3 separate regions of the Rattus norvegicus genome follow, and all the other regions are linked to region 2. Evidence: chromatin contacts called from public Hi-C data. All regions are on one chromosome and are shown on one strand. The core of a region is the stretch at or near the end of the contact, and the rest is flanking DNA. Distances in the headings are between cores, read along the strand shown. Region 1 holds the start of Pja1 (praja ring finger ubiquitin ligase 1). Region 2 holds the start of Efnb1 (ephrin B1). Region 3 has its middle 61 kb from the start of Pja1.

Region 1 (4,391 bases), core at 128-2,627, 330 kb before region 2:
CAAGCCTGAGATACATAATGAGAACTTCTCTGACAATAACTACAACAAACCCTCCCACACCCTACCCCACCCCACCCCCTCTCAAAAAGGAAAAAAAAATAAGTGCTCTTTTTCTTCTTTTTGTAACCCTGGCTGCCCTGGAAGTCCCCCATGTAGACAAGGCTGGCCACAAAAACAAACAAAACAGTACAAAAAACGAAGGAACAAAAACAAACCAGAAATCCTCCTGCCTCTGCCTCTGCAGGGCTGGGATCAAAGACAAGAGCCAGCATGTAGGCTGAGTTGGGTTTTATATAGATCCTGGTCCATAGCACACACTGCCACGTGTGGGTTGGCTCCTGTTGGTTTCTTTCTATACCCTTTGTTCTTGCCCACCCTCTCCTTGTTTCTTGCCCCTTGCTCGATATTTTCCCCTTCGGTTCCCATAGTATTCTTGTAATAGAAATTACCCATACTATTTGTATTGTCACCCTTGAGCACTTTTGTTCTACTACACACTGTATTTCCTGTACGTGCAAATCTTTGCTACTGCTGGAAATGCAGGGACTCTACATTGAATGTTCTAAGTATCAGGGCAATTTAAAGAGTTCAAGGAAAGCTTATCTGTGACCTTGTTTGTTTGTTGGTTTGTTTGATTGATTGATTGGTTGATTGATTGATTGATTGATTGATTGATTTTTCAAAACAGGGTTTTTCTGTGTATCCCTAGCTGTCCTGGAACTTGCTCTTTAGACCAGGCTGGCTTCAAATTCAAGGTTTTTCTGCCTCTGCCCCCCTGGTGCTGGGATTTAAGGCATACGCCACTACGACACAATCTGTGACATTTTGAAAATGTGGTGCAATTCACAATATGTGAACCTGTGCCGCATGTAATGAACGATCATTTCTTGCATAGACAAGCCTGGTTTTGTGAGGAACAGCACCAGATTTTCCTGTAAACACCTTCTGTTTGCCTCAAACACCAGGTTTTGAAAATGTGACGTTTCTACTGCAACCCTGAACACCGCTTCAGATTTTAAATCCCCAGACAAACCATAGCATTTGAACATAGGATATGATATAGTAAGGTAATTAACTCTCACGTTAGAATTAATCAGAATCTTCGGATTTCATTTTATTAGGAAAAAAAACGGAAGGGAAGGTGGCAAATGTTTAACATTTGTTAATGCGGTTACAGTTCTCGATGCCTTTTTTTTTTTTGTTCCCCTGAAAAATCACAGCGTTTCGAACGAAATGACGCTTTTGAGCCCACCCCAATTCACAGAGGGCAGCAGCCGCCCCCGCCACATCAAGGGGGCGGACGCGCGCTGACGTCACAACCACTTCCGCCGCCGCAGTCCCCGCCTGCCCTAGTGCTCTTTAGCGGGGGAGGAGCCGAGACCCGGAGCAGCAGCAGTGGTGGTGGCGTCCAGAGGTCCGACAGCTCTGCAGCTCTGAGCGCGCGACTGGCCAGGAAGGTGAGTGTGAGGCGGCCTGTGGCAGTAGCCCGGGCTGGTGGGAGAGTGCTGCTGGGTGGGCACAAGCAGAATCCCAATGACCCCTTTGCGGGTTCGTCTCGGGAGCGGGGTGGGGCAGAGGGGACTTGACCACACGCCGAGGCCTATGGCCTCTTCGGGGACCGCATCCCTTGCTGCCCAGCCCCTGTTGCGTGGGCCCCAGGCCGAATTGCCTTCATGGCTGTTTGAGAGAGAACTGGTGGTCACGGCCCTCTGCCACTCCTACCTGTCTCTCCTTGCAGTGCTCTTGGCCTCTTTGCAGAGCACTCTATGGCCTTTCTTCCTCGCATTTTACTGCTGTTTTGTCGAATGACACATGGCTAAGATTATTAGGTACAGATATGTGCCCAGAAAAAGAATTATTAGAAGATAAATAATATTCTAAGGGTAAACCACGGTTCCTACGCGTCCTTTTCTTTCTTTTGCCCTGCCACATTGATTTGCGTTTGCCCTTTGAGCTAATAACGTATTCCTGTCTTATTATGACATTGCACCCCCTCCTCTGTATCGAACACGCACGCGTGCGCATACGCATTTTCACGGGCACGCGCGCGCGCACACACACACACACACACACATAGAGCCCTCCTTTGCAGTCTGGTCCCTGTCCCTGCATCCTCAAGGTTCCAGTGAGTTCCACACTGCGCATGCGCCAAACGGGCACGCACACACCCTCTCACACACCTTCTAGTTCCTTCTCTCCCCCCACCCAACTCTTACCTCTAGAATCTTCTCTCTCCTCCTACTCTGACCCGCATACCTCTACCCCTCCTCCTGCTCTGACACGCATACCTCTAGAATCTTCCCCATCCTCCTCTGACCCCTCCTTTGAATGCCTCCTCCCTCTCTCCCCCTCCCTCTCTCCTCTTCTCTCTCCCCTCCCTCTCTCTCCCCCTTCCTCCCCCCTCGCTCTCCTCTCCCATCTCCCTCCCTCCCTCCCTCTCTCCCTCTTCCGTCTCCCTCCTCTCTCTCCTCTCTGTTCTCTCTCCCTTCTCCCCCTCCCTATCCCTCTTTCTCCTGTTCTCCCCCTCCTGGAAAAGGCCTCCCTTGTCCGTGTCTGCTAGCTACGTACACACATATAAAGACATCTTCATCTTTTTATTGCGTACCATGTATATGTGTACACACAAGAAGCTGGCTTACACACTCTTCTCAAATGTCCTTTTCTCCCTTTCTCTGTACCATACTGCACCTTCACACAGAAATCCTCTGGGGACACTACCCCTTTCCTGCTTGCTGGCCTCTGTGTTCCAGCCGTCACATACATCCTCTCTGCTTTCTGCTGTCCTTGTTGGCTCCCTCCTGGATTGGCTCTTCGACACTCTCCTTACTGATCCCCTCGCACTTCCTTGACCGTGATAACGCAGCACATAAATGCAGGCTTCCCTCTACAGTTCCAGCTGCCATACTTAATGGGAACAGTGACCCTTCTCTTTCTCTCTTACAGCCTTCCTTTCTGAAGCCACCCCGCCCATTTCCGTGTCTTTCACACCCACATGCACCCACCCCTACAGAAATCCCTGCATTGCAGGATTGCTAGTCCCCCATTCACTTGTCTCTCCTGACAGACCCTGGCACTCATGCATGCACAGTGAACTATATTTTCAGTTCCATCCTAAATTGTATTATTCCCTAATATATGAAATTCTCAGAAAATGACACCCCCTCACCAAAAACCCTCACAGCTGTCTTTACTCTTCCCATAATTGCAGAGCACACCTACCTTCAAAGTATTCAGTCACCTTGTGTCACACCACACCCCCACCCCTCCCTCCACATACACTTTGTCTTAGTCTCCACTTTCTGGCTTTCTTGTAAACCCAGTCTTGTAATCATTTTGCAAACATTAAATATGTGTTCCAGGTCCACAGCAGTCACTGGAATGCTACCTCAGGCCTTAGAAGACTGATTTTTAAAGGGCCCCTATCAGTCTATTACCTGCCTCCTGAAGGAAAAAAATAGATGTTCTTGTTTCTGTAGTTCTGAACTGGGAGCAAGAACCTTTACACCTGCCTCCCAGCTCTGTTGGAAACTCCTGAGTCAGAGCCATGGGTCAGGGATCTAGCAAGCCTGTTCGGCCCCCACCAGCAGGAGGGTATCAGTCAGGTCCAGGCAGGAGTTATGGAAGGAGGCATGCTTATGTCAGTTTCAGGCCATCCATGAGCCAGCAGGAGAGGATTGCCAGCCAGAGAAGGACAACATCCGAAGTCCCAATGCACAGATCAACTGCCAATCAAAGCAAGAGGAGCCGGTCACCATTTGCCAGCACTCGTCGTCGCTGGGAAGACAACGAGGGCTCGGGAGCCAGCCTGGCTGTTGAGAATGAGGATTATTCCAGGTATCCTCCAAGAGAGTACAGGGCCTCAGGGAGCCGAAGAGGAATGGCTTATGGACACATTGACACTTTAGTGGCTCGTGATAGTGAGGAGGAGGGGGCTGGGCCTGTTGATCGACTGCCAGTGAGAGGGAAAACTGGCAAGTTTAAGGATGATCCCGAGAAGGGGGCAAGGTCTTCCCGCTTTTCTAGTGTTAACCATGATGTGAAAGAGGAACGTGGCAAGGTAGAATCACCCCCTGCTGCGAGGTGCTCTGCTCGCAGAGCTGAGCTCTCGAAGCAGAATGGCTCCTTGGCCTCTCAGATTTCTTCTGCTGAAGGCAGAGCAGCTGTAAAAGGTAATCACAGCTTGGAAAGGGAGAGGCAGAATTTACCAGCTCGTCCTAGCAGGGCTCCTGTGAGTATTTGTGGTGGTGGGGAAAACACCCCAAAGAGTGCTGAGGAACCGGTGGTGAGACCCAAAGTCCGGAATGTGGCGGCTCCAAACTGCATGAAACCAAAAGTGTTTTTTGATACTGATGATGATGATGATGTACCACACAGTACTTCCAGGTGGAGGG
Region 2 (3,947 bases), core at 757-3,256:
CTAACTGCGTTGTCCACACACTCCCTGGGCTGCCAGAAAATGGGAAGGGCAATTACGACCCTGAGTACCAATGTGGGTCCTAGATGCCATAAGAGAAAAAGGTCCAGAGGTCATAACAGCCTAAGCTACTCCCCACCAACAGCCCAGAAACCACTGAGCCACCGCCCTGAAAGGTGTGTGTTGTTTAGAGATGGGAGGGGGCAGAGTTAGGAAGGAGAAGAAAGAAAAGGATCTCCTTTCTATCACTGCCCCTCAAACCATAGGAGAAAAAGCATGGCTCTCTAGTCCCGGGGGGGGGGGGGCAACGGCTAGGATCTGCCTGGACAGGAATCACACGTTCCGCACCCACCTCCCTCGCTGCCTCCACTACCATTCTCAGACCTGACTGGATCTAGAAGAGGCTCTGGTGCCTAGCTCAATTGGACCCCCGACGGGCACTGGATCGAACCCCCTCCTCAAACAAACCCTCTTCCACTCCGCCCTTCTCCACCCGACGCCTTTGTGAGCCTGGAAGCAGCGCCCGCCTTTCTACCTCCCCGGCAGAGAGAAATGGGGGGGGGGTGTGCAAGAAGAGACGGCAAAGAGAAAGACAGGGAGGCAAACAGACAGGGAAGAAAGACAAATGAAAATAGGAGAAGCTGGAGAAGGGATACAGATGCTGCCACTCGCCCCGGGGCGCTAGGTCCCGAGCCGACCTGACACCTAAGCAAATGAGGAACCTGTGTTCTGGCCTGGTCCCTTGCTCAGGTCGATCTCACCCATGGAGTGGCTGTGAGCGAAATCCACCACGTTCCCAGAGGCCCTGGAGTGGGCTGCTTACTCGCCCCCACCCAGCTCTCGGGTGCGCTCTGGAGCGCCCAGACATTCTATCTGCCTGGTGTGACCAACGGACTCGATCCGGACTTGAGGAGGCTAGGGCTGAACCGAAGGGTCGAAACCCAGCTAAGTGCCCCCACCCCACCCTTCTGCATCTTACCCCAACTGCCCGCAAGAAAACACCAGAAAAGGCCAGATATAAAATAGGCCTCCTACGGACAATCCCCCCCCACAGGCACTTGGGGGTGTCCGACCTCAACCCCAAAGAAGTGCCTCCCACCCCCAGGGACCAGAGTAGATAAGTTACTCACTTAGGGTTAAGAGAGCTCCAGGACACGGGCTCCAGGTTCTTGGCCAACGGCGTGGCAAGCCGGCACAGCGTCAGCACGACCATAGCCACAAGCCACTTGCTGAGCCAACGCTGCCCAGGCCGGGCCATTTTCCCGGGGGCAGGATGCACTTCAGGATCCCCTAGCACCTCCTCAGCAAAGCTCGCCTCGCCTGCCCTTGCCGCGCAGCGCTCGGAGCCACTTAGGCGCCCATCCTCCGCAGCCGCCGGCCTTGAAGCACTCTCCTCCCGCCGGCCTCGGGGTCGCTCTCCTGCGCCCGGCTGGCCAGGAGGATTCACTGGGCAGGCGTCCCCAACCCGCGCATGGACTGCTGCCTCGGAGGACTTTCTCCCCTGGCCTCTCCGCCGCACGAGGCGCGACGGGGGCTCGCCGCCCCCGAGTGATCCCGCCGGATTCCGATCGGCTCTCCCAGACTGTTTGAGACTGCGAGTCCTCTCCCCGACCGGGTCTCTCTGCAGAGCGCTCAGTGGTTGCCCCGACGCCTCGACCGTCCTGGGATTGACGCCTCTGGGAAGAAGAGGCGGGTTGTCTCCCAACAATGCGAGCTCGGTCCCCAGGCTCCGGACTGGGTCCCCCTAGCACGGACTCCGTTCCTCCGGGCCACTGTGGGACTCCGCGCCGGCGCGTCCCACGACAGCTTCTACTTTAGCACCGGCCCTTCTCAGTATACTTAAAAGACTAGTACGGCCCTACTGAGCAAATCAGTCCCATCAATTTGCGCCTCTGAAGCCTCGGCCGGGCAGCCCGGCAGCCGGGTCGCCAAGTCCTTAATCCCCGGCGATTGAGCCGGAGTGTCGGCAGTCAGTGCGAATCTCACACACCCCCCACTGCTGTCCAGCGCGCATCGACTCCCTCCGCTGCCGCTGAGCTTTCTACTCTCCTGCTCAGGCGAGTACAAGGCCAACCCTGCTCCTTCGAACCAATAGAAAGCTCTGTGACGGGGTCCTTGCCCCATACCACGCCCACAGAGCAGGAAGGGGTGGGGCTTCGGGGAGCTCTTAAGGACGCTGCTCTCTCGATGGCACTAATAAGAATGTGCGACTCTTGCGGCTGTGGTTGTGTCGCGCTTAGTCTAGTTCCCAGGGAGTTCTTAAGAAGTTGGTGCTTCCCAAAAGCTGCTGGCCTGCTCTCCTTTATGTCTACTGACCTAGACCAGACAAGCCCTGTCCCAAGTACCTCCAGAAAGCACCGTTCTTGCGTTCTTTTTACACACACAAACACCCCCCATGCGCATACTCGCATACCAGTCCCAGAATCCCACTCTGTGCCCACTTCTGTCAGCCTGCCTACTCCCAGTCCACTATCCACACTCCGTTGGGCGGTCTTTCTGTCCTCGCAATGCACTCCTTCTTTGCTTTAACCACAAGAGTGATAGCTATGGGTGGTGGAGACTCAGAAAAAGTATTGTGTCCAAAGGGGAGGAGGAATTTATTTGCATCTAGTGAACCAAGCTTTCAAAAATTTCATCTTTGAGAGTGAGCCCTTTGGGACCCTCCACCCCGACTCCGAGCACGCAGATTTAGTCAGTCCTGTCTGAAGGCACAGGAAAGGACCTGGGTAGGTAAGTAGGGACAAGAGGTCACAAACTATACAGAAAGCTCCAGGACCGGGGAAAGGAGCAGAAGAGAAGCCTTTTGAAAGAGCAAAAGCAGGCATCTGGGCCCTGAGATCCCGGACTCCAGCCTTTCCAGGCCTCGGCCTCACCATCTGGGTCTTTGTCTCCCAGCACTGGCCCATTCTCTCCGCCCCTCCTTGTCTCTTTGCTTATAATTTGGCTCAATCCCATAGCTCAGACCCTCCCGGTCTGACCTACTCGCCTTCCTCAGGTCCCAGCGGACGTACCCACGTGCTAATGTCTCCCTCTGCTGGCCTTCTATAGACTTGCGGGCTCCTGGGACAAGCGGAGGCCTCCCACCCGGAGCCTGACAAGCAAGTCTGGCACTCAGAGCACAGAGACAAGAGCCACCACTTGGTGTCGGTGTAAGAAAGGTGGAAGAGATCTGGGGGGAAAGATCTGGGTTGAGAACTACAGAAGTTAGAAAGCCTTCCTCTACGAGCCCCTCCTTTTTCTCCTCAGCTGCTCCCTCTTCTCTTTCTCTTCTTAACGAATCGGGATTCTGTAACTTAGGGCCTTAGGCTTACTAGGCAAGGTCTCTACCAAGAACCAAAGTCCAGCTCCTTCTTGTTGCTTCTCTAAGGAGATAATTGAGCCCCATTCTTTAGGGGCTCTGCCATTTATATGAGTTCCATGTCTATTAACTTACTCGAGGGAGACTGAGCTATGGCGTCCTTCACTGCCTCATGTAACGATCTCTGTCGTTGTAATGGGGGCAGCTCTGTGGGGGAAAGTAAGGAGGAAGAAACTGAGCTTCTTGTACCTTCGGAGCTGGAGACCTTGCAACATTCGATGGTTCTGGGTACACAGTCTAGGATCATTGTTTTCCCTGGACTCTGCCCTGGGATGTAAGCAGATCAAGGAGAGATAGAAGGTAGAAAGACATACCAGCAGTCCACCTGAGACCCACACCATCAAAGGGCTTCCAGATGGGAATCTAGAAAGCAGCCAGCTGCTTACAAAATATCTACGCGGCATCAAGGACCACTGTAGATGATTTTCTTTCACCACCCTTTGAAATCAGCTCTGCTATCCCTGTTTTTACTTCAGAGGGAAAGTAAGGCTCAGGCTTGATGTAGCCTGTCCTATCCCCTGGGGTCATTCCTGGTATCTCTGTCCCCAGTCCTATGACCATTCTCTTATACAATCCAGATGGACCCGCTTGC
Region 3 (4,349 bases), core at 935-3,434, 390 kb before region 2:
TCTAATTTCCCCATCCCAATTTCCCCATCCACAGAGTAGGGCCACAACTAATTCTTGCTTCACTATGAGAATCAAATGAGATTGTGCAGAGAACATGGTGCCTAGTAGCTTCTCCAAATGTTTCCTTCCCTGATCTCAGCTGGATGAAGTTCTGAACCAGGTACCTGAAGAGTCTGTAGTAGGCCAGGCCTGAGTAGACTGCACGGGAGGGAAGAATGGGTGAGATATGTCCCTTTCCTGCCCCTTCCCCACCTGCCTTCCTCCCCCCCCATTTTCTCTTTCTGGGGCACCTGGGAGTTGCCTAATTAGAGCTAATTAGCTTCTCCTGTAGTAAAACCCCAAGGATGGAAAGGCTCTGGAGCTCAGGACTCTGACAGTAATCATGTTAAGTAGATATTTATTTATCCCTTTATTAAGCAAGCCAATTAGCATGTAATATCTGAAAAGCTGATTTGTAGGTCCGGGAGTGAAGCACATGCTGTCAAGCCTCGAAGGGCCTACTTGGGACTCTTTTTTTGTGACTTGTCACCTCATAACCTTTCCAAAGGCCAGATCATAAAAGGCAAATTTGGGGGGAGTCACTGGACACGGGTAGAGATTGGAGACCAAGACCCAGAATAGAGGTAGGAGCTTGCCTGTGGTCACACAATGGGATGCAGTTAAGTCCTCAGAAGGTAGAAGGTATGAGGAGCCCGGTAAATGTTATTGCTTTGTGGTGGGGATGCATGGGATGTTGAAAGTGAGCGGTCAGGAGGGACTTCACAAATGGGGACATTGGATGAGCAAGGACATTCTGTCAAAGCACTGGAGCCAGGGTACAGAATTAGGAAAGTGTACAGCATATGAGCATAACCGAAGCATGTCATTTATTTGATCAGTAGCCTGGCAACGGTAGAGCAATAGAATTGTGTAAAGAGCTTTCAAAGAGGCTAAAGCTACATGCTGAAGACTGGGATCCAGCTGGCCAAGGTCAGCATGACTGGCGGCAGGTAGGAGGGAGGATGCTAGCTTCTGTGTGCAGATTATGGGTCTGCAGCTGAGAGGAGGGAGGGCAATTGGAACTCTAAAAAGGCATTACAAGTCAGAGGAAAGCTGCGCATCCACCAGCCACTTAAGCTGGGCTTCTTGCACGCTACCACGAGCCAGGGCAGGCAGCACGCCCTGGAGATGCTCCCAAGTGAATGAGGCAAGCAAACATACTAAAGAAAGGCTTGACAGGGCTGGGATGACTCAATGGTAGAGTACTTGCATAGCATGCACAAGGCCCTACGGTTCCATTCCTCACGCTGCCATGTATATGTATATGACCATCCAATGAAGTAAGAACTGAAACGGAAACGACCAAAGTAAAGAAGCCTAGAGGTGTGGCTAGGGTTGAGCTTTACAATTCTTAGTAGCTGCACTTTTTGGTACATATGTCCCTCCCGTGCCATATGTAGGGAGTTTTGTTTTGACTTTTGAGACCAGGTTATACTATACAGCCCAAGCTAGCCTCAAACTCTTGATCCTCTTGCCCCTACTACTGGAGTGCAGGCATATGCCATCATACCCTGCAGATACATATCTTTTGACTCCTCCTAGAAAATTCATCCACCAGTTTATAGGTAGTAGAAACCAAGACTGTGCATGATAAAGCAGCAGCTGTCACCAGACTCTAAGGTATGAACCTTCCTTCAACTGTAGCTATAGGACTTAGCAGTTGGACCGTGAATAAGTGGTGAGCAGCATGGAGCCTCGCTCAACTCCCCTTCCCATGAAATAAAGATAATGCCTCTATCAGATTCATCCAGTAAATAAGTATAGAGCATCTAGTAACAATCCACAAATGTCAGTTTACTTACTCCCTGCCCATAAAAGACTTTCTCAAGCTCATACAACTTGCCAAGACCCAGATCCAGGCTCTTTGAGTTAAAAATCCACTGTACTGGTGAGGTGTATCTTGTCTCGGTGGGCTAATCTATGCTTTATCACCTCTAAGGGACATTGGGAGAACAGCTCTGCTGACTCAGGCTGACAGCAAGGAGGATGGCGGCTAGACACTGGCATGATTTTGCTGACAATGTTGTGAATCATCAACCGGAAGAGCTGTGGCTCTGGGAACCTGGGATCTCTAAGGGGAGGAATAACCCCAATGAGTGTGATTGGGAGAGGTTACCCTATCCGGAGGAATAAGGAACTATGAGATCACCTAAGCTGCAGACTGGAAAGATCCCAAATAGGTCATCTGGTCCAGGGCCTCTGGGCAGAACAGTTCTAGAACCAGACTTTATTAAAGACTTCCCTACAAGGTCTCCAGGGGAAAACATTCCTCAGCCTCTCTTGGCCATTCAAGAATACATTTTCCCAGCTCCCTTCCAGAACCTTCCTTTTTTGGCTAGTTTCTCCTGCTGCCACCACTGCTTCCTGTGGCAGAGTTACAAAGCTGCTGGACCACTTTGGGCTACTCAGCTCACTAAACATGAAGGAACGATAGCAGCTTCTGTTTGCCAACCCCTAAGGCTCAATTTCAAAGTCACCAGCTAAGACCCTCCACAACGAGTCCCACCCAGCTCCCTGGGCTCAACTGCCCTTCGATACTTCCAGCCTGGCAGGCTTGGCTGCCTGACTCTCAGCCCACTGCAGCCCACCCCTTCAAGACCTTCAAGTCTCTGGAAGCAGACTGATTGGAGGAGCCAGCCCTTATTCTTCCAGAAAGTCTCTCCCCTCCCCCATCCTGTTTTGTGCTTACTTTGCTCTCTGATCCGGACGTCAGAGTAGTACTGGGTTGTGGGCCAAAAGCTGGTTGAATGTTGGCCATTTCATAGGGATCAAGCCAAACAGTTTGTCTGTTTTGGCTCCTCAGCTGTAAGGACAGCACTGTGCTCATCTCACACCCCTTCACACCCCTCCCCCTTCCCTCCCCCCTCCCCGCCACAGTCAGATGCTTGGAACATTGCCTTACAAACCAAAGGAGCCAAAGCATGTGTACTGAATTCTTTGAATAGTCAGGATAATATTTGGGTGAGGCTCCATTCATACATTTTGTGTCAGCTACTCCTCAGAGCCATGGTGTAAGGAAGGTCCTCTTTCTTCAAATGGGGAAAGTGAGGTACAATGAAATTATTTGGTCAGGGCCAGGGAGCCACCATGATCCAGGCTCTCCAATCTTATCAAATATGAATAGATTTGGCCTGAACTGTGCTATCATATTAAGGGCACACAGAATTTGCATAATGTAGAAACATTGCCAGGCTTCCTCAATGGTGCTCCAGCCCTAGACCTCTCATTGCATCTTTCTCAGGTCTTCTGTAAATTGGTGATTGATCAGGTACTGGGGAGCTTGGGAAGCATCATTCACATTATAAGGGCCTCACCACTGGCCACTACCCTTCTTCCTCATCTCTTCCTGGAGTCTCTCCTATACCACACTGCTTTCCAGTGGGGTATTTCTGAACCCAGTATGCTCAGGGTTTACCAAAGCTGCTTCTTGACATAGGTGACATTCTCCTCCATGAAGCAGGGGGACTCATACTGTTTGTCCTCATCCTTCCCCAGAGCACATTCATGTGACTGGCATTATCAGATTGTAAGTGGCACATAAATAAACACTCTTATGGCGTGAATAACTAACTTATTTTTGTGTGCTGGGGCTTGCACACACTAGGTCGGCATTCTACCAGGGAGCCACAACCACAGCCACAGCCACAGCTGGACATACTCACTTGAAGGTTTATTAGGAAGACAACAGAACTAGACCAGACAACAGATACAATGGACCTTGCAGTTTGGCACAGAGGTAAGCCTCAAAGGTTTGTGTTGTCCCGAAGTAAGCCCATTTAAAGGAAAGTCGCTGCCAATCAATTAAACAAGGGTGGAGTGAATGGGCAAGAGCCATGATGACAAGATGTGAACAATGCTTTCCCCACTTCCTGGCACTACCAACCATAGGACAACCTGAGTGCTTCCAGTGAAGAGGATCTACACATGTAGGGAGAAACTGAGGCAGGAGGATATAGGAACCCGTGGGCAGGGCTGAATAGCTCAGCCCAATCACTTCAAGAGAGTTCCTTCTGTGGCCAGAAACAAAATGGAATCCCCAAAAGTAAAAGGATCTCACCCACTGTTGTTATTTTCAGCATTTAGCCAAGTGCCTGGTACATCACTGCCCAGTAAATATTGGTTCTGTGAATGAATACGTTTCAGAGACCCTGAGAAAAGAGGAATTCCCACTGTCAGATGTCACCATGAAGATTATATGAAGTAGCTCAGAGCATGTCATGTTGTGCCCAGCACATGGCTGTCTCTCAGTTAATGCCATAGTCCTCGGGAGGAGGGAGGATAATCTGAGCCTCAGACAGGCAGGGCAGGCC

What was found. A called contact is a pair of places that touch in the nucleus more often than the background predicts.
Region 1: a contact with region 2 is called in a Hi-C map of Schwann cells, with 7 times the contacts expected there. The contact joins the promoter of Pja1 here to the promoter of Efnb1 in region 2. A contact is called at or near these places in 3 of 12 Hi-C or Micro-C datasets (Schwann cells, frontal cortex and mammary epithelial cells).
Region 3: a Hi-C map of the A7r5 cell line shows a contact between it and region 2, with 4 times the contacts expected there. The contact joins the enhancer-like site here to the promoter of Efnb1 in region 2. A contact is called at or near these places in 11 of 12 Hi-C or Micro-C datasets (the A7r5 cell line, the Rat2 cell line, Schwann cells and 7 more) and 1 of 1 datasets of contacts at active chromatin or transcription factors (oligodendrocytes).

Annotation. Positions count from the first base shown.
Region 1 is chrX:68,622,936-68,627,326 of GRCr8, reverse strand. Pja1 (praja ring finger ubiquitin ligase 1) reads left to right here and starts at 1,377. Exons shown (of 2, transcript NM_001398724.1): 1 at 1,377-1,457; 2 at 3,360-4,391. The coding sequence starts at 3,545.
Region 2 is chrX:68,295,588-68,299,534 of GRCr8, reverse strand. It overlaps Efnb1 (ephrin B1), which reads right to left and starts at 2,006. Exons shown (of 5, transcript NM_017089.3): 1 at 1,128-2,006. The coding sequence starts at 1,255. It overlaps Mir3573 (microRNA 3573), which reads right to left and starts at 261; the gene lies at 190-261.
Region 3 is chrX:68,684,731-68,689,079 of GRCr8, reverse strand. No RefSeq gene overlaps it. Among named protein-coding and RNA genes, the nearest start is that of Pja1, 61 kb to the right of the region's middle. Within about 2 kb of position 2,184, at least 10 of the 93 cell types and tissues checked have an H3K27ac peak or open chromatin away from gene starts, as enhancers often do. A contact at or near this core is called in the A7r5 cell line and hepatocytes, where this site is marked.